Linked DNA regions of Danio rerio: regions 2 and 3 are each linked to region 1. Evidence: chromatin contacts called from public Hi-C and HiChIP or PLAC-seq data. All regions are on one chromosome and are shown on one strand. Each heading gives the region's core, a stretch centred on a gene start, on an enhancer-like site or on the middle of the called end of the contact. The rest is flanking DNA. Distances are from core to core; before and after follow the strand shown. Region 1 holds the start of si:dkey-172o19.2. Region 2 holds the start of ell (elongation factor RNA polymerase II). Region 3 holds the start of dot1l (DOT1-like histone H3K79 methyltransferase).

Evidence for each region. Hi-C and Micro-C count contacts between places; a contact is called where the count stands out from the background. HiChIP or PLAC-seq counts read pairs in DNA pulled down with a chosen protein or histone mark.
Region 2: a Hi-C map of embryo shows a contact between it and region 1, with 2.1 times the contacts expected there. The contact joins the promoter of ell here to the promoter of si:dkey-172o19.2 in region 1. A contact is called at or near these places in 2 of 18 Hi-C or Micro-C datasets (embryo and hematopoietic stem cells).
Region 3: an H3K4me3 HiChIP or PLAC-seq map of embryo shows a contact between it and region 1, with 2.9 times the contacts expected there. The contact joins the promoter of dot1l here to the promoter of si:dkey-172o19.2 in region 1. A contact is called at or near these places in 3 of 18 Hi-C or Micro-C datasets (caudal fin, embryo and hematopoietic stem cells) and 1 of 4 datasets of contacts at active chromatin or transcription factors (embryo).

The regions. Positions count from the first base shown.
Region 1 is chr22:20,388,413-20,393,144 of GRCz12tu, forward strand. It overlaps si:dkey-172o19.2, which reads left to right and starts at 2,683. Exons shown (of 2, transcript XM_005170532.6): 1 at 2,683-2,880; 2 at 3,501-4,732. The coding sequence starts at 3,505. The coding sequence ends at 4,494.
Region 2 is chr22:20,734,985-20,739,716 of GRCz12tu, forward strand. ell (elongation factor RNA polymerase II) reads right to left here and starts at 2,382. Exons shown (of 12, transcript NM_199707.1): 1 at 2,199-2,382. The coding sequence starts at 2,333. The region is part of intron 1 of LOC141380320 (a long non-coding RNA gene); the gene reads left to right. It overlaps fkbp8 (FKBP prolyl isomerase 8), which reads right to left. Exons shown (of 9, transcript NM_200884.1): 9 at 3,684-4,603. The coding sequence ends at 4,517.
Region 3 is chr22:20,654,498-20,659,229 of GRCz12tu, forward strand. dot1l (DOT1-like histone H3K79 methyltransferase) reads right to left here and starts at 2,355. Exons shown (of 28, transcript XM_073937797.1): 1 at 2,030-2,355. The coding sequence starts at 2,110. The region is part of intron 1 of LOC141380320 (a long non-coding RNA gene); the gene reads left to right.

The DNA.
Region 1 (4,732 bases), core at 1,433-3,932:
ATGCCTGCAGCCCAAGCTGTGTAGTGCCAAAAAATGCTAGATTATGCCTCTTCTCATTCGCCAGTATATGGGTTAGGATTAGGTGTGTGGTTGGGATGAGTCAATCAGGCAACCAATTTAGTTAGGTGATGCATAACATGGCAGGACTGCATTTCTTTGCAAAACATCAGCAGTGCTTCATACAGAAAAAGATTTAGCTCTAATCTAAAACCCTAACATGTTTTTCTGCAGAAATTTGGAAGGACAGCCCCAACCAACTAATGTAGACACTGCAAAAACCTATTTGTTTCACGCAAGTCATTGTTGTTTTTCTGTACTTTTTAGCCACAATTGAGACCTTTTTTATGTGATCTTAACCATCAGCAGTTTCAGTGTTTACTGAGGTTCTTACTATGGGTTGTCTGACGAGCTAGCTTTTTCTGAAGAATTTTGTTTGCTAAGAAATGATGAGTACTTTGATGATTGCATTTGCTTTTTGTCATACTATTATTCATACTAATGGGTATAATACTAATACATAGATAAATATATTTCCAGCATATATATAATACAATAACAGGCAAAATATAATACAGAATACAGAGGGAGGGTAATAAACAAAACTTATACACAATACAAATAAATAACGTCAGGAATTCTGACATTTTTCTGTTCTCTCATTATAATTTCACAAAAAAAATACAGATTAAACCACAGCAAAGCCATTGTTTTCTTTCTAAGAAAATGGTGTGTCATACAACACACATATTAATTCATAAATTTATAAACGGTACATCATTTGTCCCCATACATGAAAACCTGTAGCTAGAAGGGATACAGTTGCGGCCAGAAGACAACTAAAATGATTAAATAATCCATTAATTGCATTTTAATAATGAGTGGCATGGTGGCTCACAGCAAGAAGGTCGCTAGTTTGAGTTCCAGCTGGGGCAGTTGGCATTTCTGTCGAGTTTCCTCAAGGCACAGATTTCTCTGGCAGTCCAAAGACATGCTCAACAGGTGAACTGGATAAACTAAATTGGCCGTAGTGTATATGTGAGAGCTTCCGCTGCTTAAAACATATGCTGGATAAGTTGGCGGTTCATTCCGCTGTGGCAACCCCTGATGAATAAAAGGACCCGAAGGAAAATGAATGAATTAATAAATTAATTAATGGATTTTAACAACATGTACCCCTTAACCCTAAACCTACCACCCCACAATAGTGTAAAAACAGTAATTATAACAAAAATATTTATATTATTTATTAAATTAACCAATAAATTATATTTTATTAACATCTGCCCCAAGTCCCAACCCTAAACCTACATCTCACAGTAATGTAAATACAGTAGTTATGTTGTGCAGTAATTTTGTTGTAGAAATAATTCTGTTAACTTTACGCCATAGCTGTATCCCTACTAGACTTTAAGTGATTTTGCTGACATATACAAAATATATGCACTATATTGATTGTGATGTTGCTACAATGATTAAGAATTGTGTGGTGCAGTGATACGCGGCTGTTGGATGATTAAATTGTGAATGAAGATGTTGACCAATCATCTAGATACAGAATGATTAAAATAATATTGTACTATGTGCACATGCCCATGCTTGCATATGCCATTTCAATTATGAAGTAGTAATACAATTGTGTTTTTATGCACATAGACTACCTGACAAAAGTCTTGTCGTCAATCCCAGATGTAAGAGCAACAAATAATAACTTGACATTTAAAAAAAGTGACAGAAGGCAGCTTTTTTCAGATGAATCGTCTGTTAAACTGCATCCCAATCATCACAAATAACACAGAAAACCTATTGGAACCTTCATGGATCCATGATTCTTATAGAAATTATCAAGTTTGGGGAAGGAATAATCATGGTTTGGGTTACATTCAGTGTGGGGGCATGTGAGAGAGTAGATAGCAACCTCAACAGCCTGAGGTATCAAAACATTTGTGCTGCCCATTACATTACAAACCACAGGAGAGGGCAAAGTCTTCAGCAGGATAGCACAGCTTCCACATAACAGTTCCTGAAAGCAAAGAATGTCAAGGTGCTCTAAGATTGACCAGCCCAGTCACCAGACATGAACACTGTTGAGCATGTCTGGAGTAAGATGAAGAGGGAGGCATTGAAAATGAATCCAAAGCCTCTTGATGAATTCTGGGAGTCCTGCAAGAATGCTTACTTTGTCATTCCAGATGACTTTATTAAGTTACTTGAGTCATTGCAGAGATGTATGGATGCAGTCCTTCAAGCGCATGGAAGTCATACACAATATAATTCTTCTTCCACGGCAGCATGACTTTATATTCTATACTGTACATTATTTCTGTTAAGTGGCAAGACTTTTGTCTGAGCAGTCAGACCTTACTGTCCTAATTAAATAATTAAAAATCAAGACATGATCATATTTAATTTCGGTAAAATTAGTGTAATCTAAACTTGGATAGGCGACAAGACTTTTGTTAGGTAGTGTATATTTAGTCTTGTTATTATTGTGCCAGTTTTGTCTGAATCCACGAGTAAAACCATTTAATAAATAAAATAGATTATTGCTAAATTCAACACATAAATATATAAAAGCGCAAACAGATGCTGAGTCTACCTGCCAGAATTTCTTCAAATCAAAAAGTAGAACAAACAAAACTGTGAGTCATCTCAAACCACAGAGAAAATTGTTTTTAAGTCTCCGCCTCTGAGACTGAGGAAGGAAGACGTGGTCCTCACCTACTACTGCTCCTTTCATGCAATAGGCATTTGCCACCTTGACAGTCATTGGTCGGCAGAGTGCGACTCTTTGCATGTTTCCAGTCTAAAAGCTCTACCTTTAAGCTGATGTCCTTTAAATTCAGTGTCACTCCAGCATCCCTCCTGTGGCAGCAGTGTACGGTAAGGTACAGTGAATGTTTCTTGTGACAGCTGTCTTCAGTTTAGACTTTAGATTCTGGTTTAGTATTGTGTATGCAAACTTAAAACTAAGGTCAAACATGCAGAAATTTAATTCTAGATCGATAGATATGAAGACGATGTTGTGGCTTGATGTGATGTGGTTTTGATAGGTTCTGAACCAAAGTGCGTCGTTTTTAAAAAGCAGATCAAATGACCTACAAATTGCCTAGATTTTAGCAGGTGAATATCTAAGATCTTTTATTCATGGTCGATTTCTTCAGTTGCGGTAGGTTGTGTGCATCAGATCTAACCAAGCATCGCTAAGCGCGAGCCCGACGTGTTCTTGTCGTAGACATCATTTTACACATTTAAAAATATAATTTGTCCTATGTGCTTCCTTGGTAGGGTGACAAATTTCTCATGTTTATTTTTACTCTAGTTCTGAAACTGTAGTGAGTGATCACAAATTTAGGTTATAATGAATGGTAAGCTTCCTAATTCTAGCATCATTAGTAATCATAAAACAAATTAATTACATGATCTCTGTAGTTATCAAAACAAAAAGTTGTATATATCAAAGTATTGGGGCCTACTGATCGTGATGTTCTATGTCTCACCAGAACAATGAGTACCAACAGAAGTCCAGAGCCTCTAGCAGACGCTTGTCTTCCTTCCTCCACTGGTGAGATCTCAGCCAGCAAAGACGAACCCGGAAATCTAAGGAGGCGTCTTCCGCTCACCGGCTCGTCCACACTGGCAAGGCGACTCTTCCACTTCCAGTCATACCGTAATCCACTCATTACCAGCAGACGGCGTAAACGTGAGATGACCCCCTCAGAGAAAAAAGACGCGTCATATTGGGTCAAGCGAAAGAAGAACAACGAGGCTGCCAAACGGTCCAGAGAGAAGCGTCGACTCAATGACTTCATGCTGGAGGGACAGCTTCTGGCGCTGAGCGAAGAGAATGCCCAGCTCAGGGCTGAGGTGCTGAGTCTGCAGTATCACATGGGAATCGCACGAAGTCTGGATGTCAATCATCCCATCATGCCCTTTCCCTATCCTGTTATGTCCCATCTCAAGCCTTCCCTGTGGGGTTTGGCTACCAGTGCTGCTCCTCTTCCAGCTGAAGTCCCAGATCTGTACCCCTCTTGGTCACCACACAGCTCATCTCCATTCATCTCGCCCTTGAGGGTGCCACCTAAAAGTGCAAACCTACCTTCACAGGTTGGCCATTTGGACAACATTGTTGACCCAGTAGAGGCGGATCCAGCATCTCACCCACAGGTCTCTTCAAGCAACGACCCACCGAGCCACCCACAATTGTTTCCTGCCCAAAAAGCATCTGCGGCTTCACCGCCCCCTCCCCAGTTGTTACCAGGCCTGAGCCACTCTGCCAGCCAGAACAACAGCCAGATGTTACCCTGGGGCTCGTCGTCTTTGCGTCCGTCTCCCCTTCACCCCAGCTGGCCGTCGTCCTTCCCTGTGTCGCTGCGAGACACAGATGGATCTCTTAATGGAGTAAAGTCTCTCTGGAACTTCAACAGCAGGTATAGCATGCTGTCTGCTGAGATCTCAGGGCAGCTCAGAAGAATATTTTGCCCAGAGAACTCTTAATCGGCAATAATGTTGCCTGAACAGTTATCTTTTCTATATTACTGTGATAATAGACGGCTTTTAAAGGCATACTGTAGTTAACCCCAAATTAAAGTGGTTCCCTACCTTTATGAGTTTCTTCTGTTGAACACAACAAAGGAACATGTTAGAAACTTTTAACAGGGTCAGTGGTAATAAGTTTCTAACATTTTTTCAAAATATCTCTATGCTCAACAGAAGAAAGAAACTTGAAAAGGCT
Region 2 (4,732 bases), core at 1,132-3,631, 350 kb after region 1:
TCTGTCCATAGAGGTCATGTTTTGATGTTCTATTGGTCTTACGCAGTCACATGATGCGATTTCACAGGTCAGAGCTCACCAAGCTTTAACTTTGAATGCAGCGAACGGTTGTTGCTAGATCAGATATGGTTGCGGCCATATCCCATTTATTGTATTTTATTAACGTCTACCCCTGCCCCAACCCTAAACCCAACCTATTACAGTAACGTAAAAACAGTAGCTGTACTGAGTATTATTTATGCGATCTAATAAATTACCCAATAAATTAATTTTGAACGCCTACCCTCACCCCAATATTATTGTTATAGTGCTAGTAAAAGTGCTGCTATATTGATGTGCATATCGTACTTCCGGCTGGTCATGTATCCGATCTAGACTTTACCACAGCAAAATACGAAACTTGTCGCACGAGCTTGCATTTCCAGCCTGATGCATTTGCATGCGTTTAAATGGAAGTCTATAGGGAGACCAGTAAGTCCAGTAAGACCACGGCTTGACAATAGAACATTCTTCTACCAATAATATTTGTGAACTTTTAATAATACGTTACTGTAAAATTTTACTTTCTCTTTATTCTTTAAACTACTAATGACAATTCTTCTTAAATCAAACAAATTTGTCATCTAAATAATTTATTACATTTGTTTTGCAAAAAATAAAGTGCCAAGCTAACATACATGTTTAGGTTTTTTTTTTTGTTAGAGAAGACTTTGTTTTAAAGTAAATAATAATTATTTTTTCCACAATATTTTGTTCCATTTTTTCTTTAATGTCCTTCAAAAAAAAAAAAACTTTTCAGCAAGTTTATCAAATATAATAAAACATTTTTAAGTACAGATAAAAATGTGTTTTATTTTTAGATAAATGTTGCACTGAATGATGCCGCAGTCACACTCAAGTTTGAGCATGTGAAAATCTGTAGTACGACACTGCGAAAAGAGCCAAGATTAAACAAGATAAGACATTTATATTAAAAAAATCAAAAATAATAAGCAATTGGTCCATATTTTACATTTCTGTACAGAGGTCATGTTTTGATGTTCAATTTTTCTTATTGGATCAAGTGATGCAATTACACATATCAGAGTTCGCCAAGCTTTAACTTTGCACCGCAGCGAACGGTTGTTGCCAGATCGGATACAGTTGAGGCCTGAGTTTAACGAGAATTTATTATATTAATTATAAAATTTTCCATGTATTGTATTTTGAGAAAGTCCACCCCCACCCCAACCCTAGACCAAACCATCACAGTAGCGTAAAAACAGTAGTTGTAATGAGTATTAATTATGCCATCTATTAAATCACCCAATAAACTGTTTTTTATTAACGTCTACCGGAACTTTTAATTATGCCCTACTGTAAAACATAACTTTTATTTTATTCTGTAAACTACAAATGACATTTTTTCTAAATTCTAAATAAATTGTCATATAAATAATTTATTAAATTTGTTTAGCAAAAAATAAAGTGCCAAGCTATCAGGCATGTTTATGTTTGTTTTGTGTTAGAAAACCAATATCTGGTGGAATAAATCACAATTTTAACATCATTTGCTTCATAAAAGGTTCTAAATAGTTTTTTTTTTTAATTGGAAGAAACAGACTGCTGTAAAATAATAATAAAAAACCACATACTACTCATACCCAAATCTAACCATTTTGCTCGTGGGGATCTTTAACTTTGCCATTACTAATTCACTGTGGCCATTAACAAGTTTGCTGAGGGCCCCCCGTTGTGAATCCAGCATAACCAGAAATATGTAAACCTATAATTTAAATTATCAAAACTTTATAATCCGTAATTTCCAAGACTTCCTGGGTCTAAAATAAAGGTGGGAAATAAAACCAAATATTCCCCACACACTTCCAGTTTTTCCACCAGGCAGCCAAGTGCTTTAAACCAAACAAGACAGTCTGCCACCAGACTAACACACATCTAACAACTTATTTTCTTTTATCACCTGCTGTGGGCTCAATTAACGGCTTCATTGGCGCAAGAAGTGCTTGATAAGGAAGCCACCAACAGCAAAGGGCAGGGACTGGGTCGCCACACCGAAGTTCCTGCTCGTTTTAAGGGGAATGTGTTGAGCTGAGTGGGTGATTTGCTGTCAGGCAGGGAAATAACTGTCGCCTGCTGTTCACTGTTAGCCTGTTAGCTCTGTTTATCCAGCCTCGCGTTGCGCTCGACGCGCGTCTTACCTTGTTGCTCTGGTAGTCCTCAAACGCCCGCAGAGCGCTGTCTGTCAGCTTGACGTGATAGACGGAGATTTTGCTGCCATTGCTCACTCTTCCACAGGACAGTCCGTAACACTGCTCCTCCTTCAACGCCGCCATCTTGCTCGCATTTCCCACCACGCTCACGCGCCTCTGCCGTGAACGCAACAAGCAGCTCGAGCGGAGAGTATGAATATTCATCCGGCGTGAATTACGTACAGGCGGGAAGGGGCGTGGCTTCGCAGTAATCACGAGAGAGATGACCAGTGATGGGGAGCCCGGCGACTCGGTTCTTTCGAGCAGTTCAAAAAGCCGGTTCAAAAATTATTCACCTGTTCTTTTACCTGGTCAGTGATATTACATGCGCTTAAAGTCCTTTAATAGTACGTATTACTATGCATTTTAAGTGTTTTGTAAAAAGGAATGAAAAAAAAGTATTTTCCTTGCTTTATTATATTTATTTTAGGATACTGGGAGGATTTCAAAACGTGGCAGTGTTTTATAAAACCTTAAAATGTGGCATATTTTTAATAATCTACATTTACAGATATATTTGGCTAGGAGAAGTGGTAAACGTATGAGAAAAAAACTCTTGTCAGCAGTTTTATCTGTAACTAACTACACAACTTTTGGTCACATCACAATTATGCAAAAAGTATTACAATATACAGAAGTGTTAGTTTCAAAACAAATCTTGCATATATCAAGTTTATTTCTTTAGTTAGCTACTAGCTAGGCAGAAACAGTGGAATACATTATAATACTTCTCTGACTTAATTTACAGTAAGGTATTTTTGCAATAACCAAACCTCATATATCTTTAAAATGGCCCCAGCTGAAAGTTGCTGTTATAGACTTTAAATATACGCTTGTGGTAACATAATTTCTGCTACTGTACAATAAACATTCTTTAAAGCAGTAGTTTGAGTCACAATTGGTTACTCGAGATCCACCGATTCGAATCTTTCACTGAAAAGATCCGACTCAAACAATTCTTTCTCGCGAATTAGATGTGTCTACAAATGACCGATGAATGGCGTCATTAGATAGATAGTTTTATTACTACTGTATGATTTCTTTTCGAAGTTTTATCGACAATAAGGGAAACATTTCGTTTTGAAATGTGTGAATTAACCATGTTTGGCTGTGTTTTGTACAATGTAAACTCTTGGCTGGGGGTGGGGGAAGGATTTGGATTGAACCTTCACAGAACTGCGTCAGAAAAACGTCAATGCCTGGAAAAAAAAAACCCATGAATAGGGATTGCCCCACTAGACTCCAGGGAAAGACAAGTTTTCGTCACATCATGCAATTCACATCGAACACATGTTAAATAGAAAGTTTAATCTTATCGAACCCATACGTCACAAACGAGACATTATATTTATTGTACTACTTCACTCAGCTAGTTATATTGTTATTTAGTACTACTTTTAGTACTTCTTCAGAAAATGCACATCTAGCAAACAGTTTAAAGAAATCACTTTATTTTCAATCATATGAACAGAAAGTGCAAAAGTTTATTTGAGGAAATACAAAACAACTTAAAAGGGAATGTTGGAAGCTACCAATACAACAAAAGAAAATGGAATGGGGAACTGAGACGATCAATGTAAGGATAATTTAAAATGGTCACATTTCTGTCATCCTAAATAAATAATTCTAACGGAATGCACAGAATTCTTGTAGGCGCTGTAAAAACTGCAAAAATTCTGGAAACATAATTGAGAGACAGCTGATTTGAACACATCCGCTTGGTGCAGTGATATTTTGGAGCCTATGAAGCTAAGGCAGAAGAAATAGTGAATAGTGTACCACGGAAGTGTAAGGACCTTTGAAATAGTGTTCTCTTTCTTTAGCATTAGAAGTTAAAGATGAAGAAAAAAAAAGCATACAATCATATTCTTGACTGTTCACAAGCAAGTTTCAGTTCACCAAAAATAAGATCACGAAACTTCACAAATGCTGTTTTCAGTCAAAGAATTCTGCAGCAAAACGGTCCAGCGTCATTCTGTACATCCACACATCTCTTAATTACAACTAGAAACTTCTCTGTACATAAATAGGAATTATTATATATTATCTCTCACATCTATTTCTTCCCCAGCTGATCTTTCATGCATTGAAAGTAAAACGGGAACATTACTTAAAACCAACAGGGTGAGATGGAGCTCAACAAAACATACAACAATTTCTCTTTTAAATCTAATTTTTTTTACAATAAAGGTCAGTGAGGTGTTTCAGGGGCCTGTTGAGCTCAAGATCTTCAGCACCACGTCATCATCCATCACAGCTGACTTCAGTTAATTTCTAGCTGCGATGACGACTGATAAAGCTACACCACCAATTGCAACGGCTGTAGCCCCAAAGAGCCACTTCCAGCTGAGACCCTGTTAAAAAAAGACAAATACTTGTTTAAAACATGAAAACGGTCATTGTTTAGCTGCTCTACGGTCATTTTGATGTTAATTAAAGGTATAGTTCACCCCCCAAAAATGTATGCGTCCTCCACTTGACTC
Region 3 (4,732 bases), core at 1,105-3,604, 270 kb after region 1:
ACTATAAAGCGTTATTTTAGATTTCATTACTCAATTTCTGTTCCTAAATACTTGTTTGACTCATTCTCTTTTCTCTACTGTATAACTTTCCCCTTACAAAATCCACCCAATCAATCTTGATTAAGAATTTTTCCCAAATACAGACATTCAAGCCATCCGGTGAAGTTTTTTAATATCGCAATTTATATCGCAGAGAAACAAAATAACGCAATGCCCGATTTTTTTTCCAGTATTGTGTAGCCCTATTAACTTCCAAAGTAGTATTTTTGTGTTTACTATGGATCTCAATGGCTGCTTTTGCCCAACATTCCATACCTTGTTTTGTGTTCAACAGATGAAGAAAAATCTAAGTTTAGATTAATTGGTTCATTTAGAGATGGTGAACTATTAATAAGTTAATTTAAAAAAACTTCAATGCTAACATAAAACAAGGAAATTAATCTTTAATAACCCAATCTTCAAGTCCAGCAAGTTTTAAGACAGTTATCGCCAAATTTCCTAATGAACATTACATACTTGTTTTTCAAGAAATGTCAGCCATACGAGTGTCGTTGTGACAGTTTGCCTCTTTAAGGAGACATGTTTCTGCCAAAAATTCAACACAATCCCAGAGCAAGGGCTACCAAATGACCAAAAGTGACAAATCTGACACATCCAGGAGGATATACAATGTTTCAAAACAGTATGTGCTGTCATACTAGAATAATTCAACATCCAATAGTGTAAAGAAACGACCTACAATGTTAAAACGCTAAGATGGCAGTTGCAGCACACAAATTAGAGCTAGCTGTCAATAAAACACTAACAATATGGAGATAATGTCCTCTCGCCCGAAAGCACTACTCGCCTTTTGTTTAACACCCCTTCGTGCCATATTTCACCGGTACGATGCTTATTTGACCTTTATCTATCCAGCGCAGTTCTGTACACAAATATGCCTGACAGATATTCACCCTGTTTAAGTTATCTAGTGTTTGACGGCTGCAAGTGTTTGCTAAAAAGCGATAAAGTTAGCTAGCCTTGCTATCTGACTGTTAGCATGACGGCTAGCGTGCAATTTCATTCGCTATAAACACTCGTTTGAATACAGTCACACAATTTGACGTTTTAGGATTAATCTATGCACAAACTATTTGTTGATAAACAAAATGTAGTTTTCTGAAGTAAACGGGAAAGCGTTATAAACGCATTCTCTGTTATGGGAGGTTTTAGAAAACGCTAGCGGTCGTGTGTCAAACTATTGAGCTGCCTTCGTAGTGTGCGGATCACTACTCGTATTTAGTAGTTCAATGAATCGAGAGAGTGATAACACGACAACAGAACAGATCAATGGTAAGTGCAGACTTTGTTTTGGTATATTGTGAACAACGGTTTTAGTCAATTATGACAAGTCAGCTTAATCAAAATAAATGTTACGAGCACGTCGAATAACGTATTAAACAAAGTATAGAAACAGTCGCTGGAACAATCACACAACAAAATATATTAGTAATCGAATTCTAAATACTTGAATAATGACAGCATTTCATATTATTTAGCATTTGAACTGCAAACTTACACACGCACCCTATATAGACAGCTTCCTAGGATTAGAAACACAACCACTATAACACGAGATGGCCAACTGGGTCAGCAGGCTACACACAGTGTTTCCTGCGATTCAAATATAATACTTATAATAGGTTATAAGACTTTTTTTGCAACTAATTGTGCCTTTTAAAGTCCAGCTAACGTTAATGTTCCTCTAATAGTGGTATTCCGGGCATCCTTATGAACATTTGCACGTTAGACGATTACATCCAACACTTTAAGGTATGCTGACACTCTCGTGCCCTAATTTTAAGCGATTGTTATATCTTAAAACATTAATAGAACACGACATTAGTATTAAAAACATTAGCACATTATTTACTCGGTTTGAAACACGTTGTACTCTACCTAACGTTACATGACCCACTTCGCCTGATCGGCAAGGGAATCCCGGTGTCGGTTTGGTTTATATTAAAACAATAAGACGGATAGTACTTACATATACAGGTAAGGGCCACGGATAGCCTGCAGCTTCGGCTCCGACCGGCGACTTCAGTTTTAACTCCAGCTTTTCTCCCATTCTCCCCAATACAGTTAATGGACGAGACACACTAGAGTAAGAGCATTTTCCGTGAAAAAACACCCGGTTTAACGCGATAGGGCCTCACGTTGTATATCGCAAATCAAAGGCGATTTCACAAAGTTGCGTCGGACAATTTGGTCGATTTTATCCGATCTGCCCCGATGATTTAGAGAAAGTGATCGATTAAGCCGAGCGGCTGCTCCGTCTCGGCAATACCGCCGCCATCTTGACCGGCTCACGATGAAAAAAATGCGCTTGTGTGTGTGTGTGAGATGGGTTGTCCGATTCATTCCCGCGAATCGATTCTTTTGTTCATTTCACAGAAGAGAGCTCAAACGAGTCTTTTACGTCATCAGAAGGTGTCTGACGTTCATTTGAACCGTGACGTACAAAACGTTCCATTGTTTAGGCTTTTTTGATTAAATGTTTAATAAACGTCTCTATTCAGTTTATCTCATAATCTCCGTAGAAATGTTTAAAAACAACATTTAGGACCTAAATTTAATTTAAATTTACAATAAACAATATAAAACATAATTTACATATAATGAAAGACCACATCACAGTGGTGCAGTGGGTAGCACAATCGCCTCACAGCAAGAACATTGCTGGTTCGAGCCTCAGCTGTGTCAGTTGGCATTTCTGTGTGGAGTTTGCATGTTCTCCTCGTGTTCGTATGGGTTTCCACGGGGTGCTCCGGTTTACACCACACAAGTCTATAGACTTGTACCATACACAATAGGTAAATTGGGTAAGCTAATTTATCTCTACTGTACATGTGTGAATGGCAGTGTATGGGTGTTTCCCAGTCATGGAAGGGTATCAGCTGCGTAAAACATAAATAATATAATTAAATAAAATAAATTGGCTGTTCATTCAGCTGTGACGACCCCAGATTAATAAAGGGACTAAGCTGAAAAAAAGATATTAAATGAATGAATCATAAAAGGCCACTTTTGCAAATTTTAAGGGGATTCTTCAGCCAAAAATGTAAAAAAATAACTACATTACATTAAAAAAAAACTCACCGTTACATCATTCAAAATATAGATGACTTTTTTTTTAACCTTCAAAAATATTTTTTAGCAGAAGCCATACAAGTCAATTCAAGTCAATTTTTACCTGCATATTGACAGTTTTGATATGAAAATGTTAATAAAAATACAATACACAGGTCTTATGAAGTGAATTGTTCATCTGTGTAAGAAATTGAACGAAAGTAATGTGGCACAGATGATTTCAGGACGGTGTCCCACAGTTAGCGCCAAATTTCTGTTTTTAATTTCAAAATGTACAGTATTGTAGTGTTTTTTTTTTTTTTCATTATTACACATTGTGCTTCTCTTTTCATGTGTCACAATGATGATCAATCTACAGGTTATTTAGTGCAATAACACATCCTTGAGTATAAATATCTGAGTATTTCAGTTTAAAAGTTAATCAGGTTTAAATGGCAAGAGTTCCTGTGGGGACGAAAGTAACACTGTTATTAATGTCCCACTGATAATAGACAAACCTTATTTTTCACTTCCACATTAGAGTTTGCAGTGTTTTGATTCATATGTTTTATAAGATTAATGCATATTGCCAATATAATAAAACAAATATTCAAAAATAATATAAATTTTTAACATTTTGCAACATTTGATACAAGGGAAATTTAAAATGAAAATGGCGTTTAATTTATTAATTCATTATTTAAAAAAAAAAAAAGACAAAATATGTTTGGAGTTAAAATTAACAAGGTCATACTCAGATCAATTTAAAATAAACAGGATTAAGCCAGTATATCTAGCAAATATTGTTGTGTTACTTTTGACCAGTGGTGGAAAGAGTACTAAAAAATCATACTGAAGTAAAAGTACCATTACTTGCCTTAAAATGTACTTCAGGTAGAATAAAAGTATGTTGTAAATATTACTCAAAGTATGAGTAAAAAGTAGACTTTTCAAAAGTGCTCAAGAGTAGTGAGTATTGCGCTGTAAAAAGCTGATGCATTTAGTGATTCCCCAGCCGGCACACAACGTCATGAGATGTTAATATTACAGTAGGTTAGTTTGTGACGTCGGGTAACCAAAATTAAATGTCTTGTCAGCGTCTAAGTACAATATTATTTTGATGTCCAATACGAGGTCAAATTATGTTTATATAAGGTTAATTTTAGGTTACATCTTAAACCAATGTCATATTGACATCAAATACTGACATTTATTCATCAGGAATGGCAACCCAAATGCAACGTCTGATAGACATCATAGTGGTAACGTCCACACAACATCAAGCTGTAACATTATTTGACGTTGATATTTGGTTGATTTTAGGTTGGACATTGACATCTCCCCGATTATCATTTCAAAACAAAATGCAACGTTCCCATGATGTTGGGGTACAATGTCAATCTGATGTCATGTGCCTGCTGGGTGTTTCAAGCCATTTTAATCATCATACAGTAAAACATCTGTCATTTTTTTTTATCACTGACATGCATCTAAACAGTCTCTTGGTCAATGCGTGTAAAGATTTTAGACATCTTCTTGGACACTTTTAATGCTTTCAAACAGTTTGTTGCAATTATAAATTGCCCATGTCTTGAGGTAGTTCATTATGATGCGATTTACC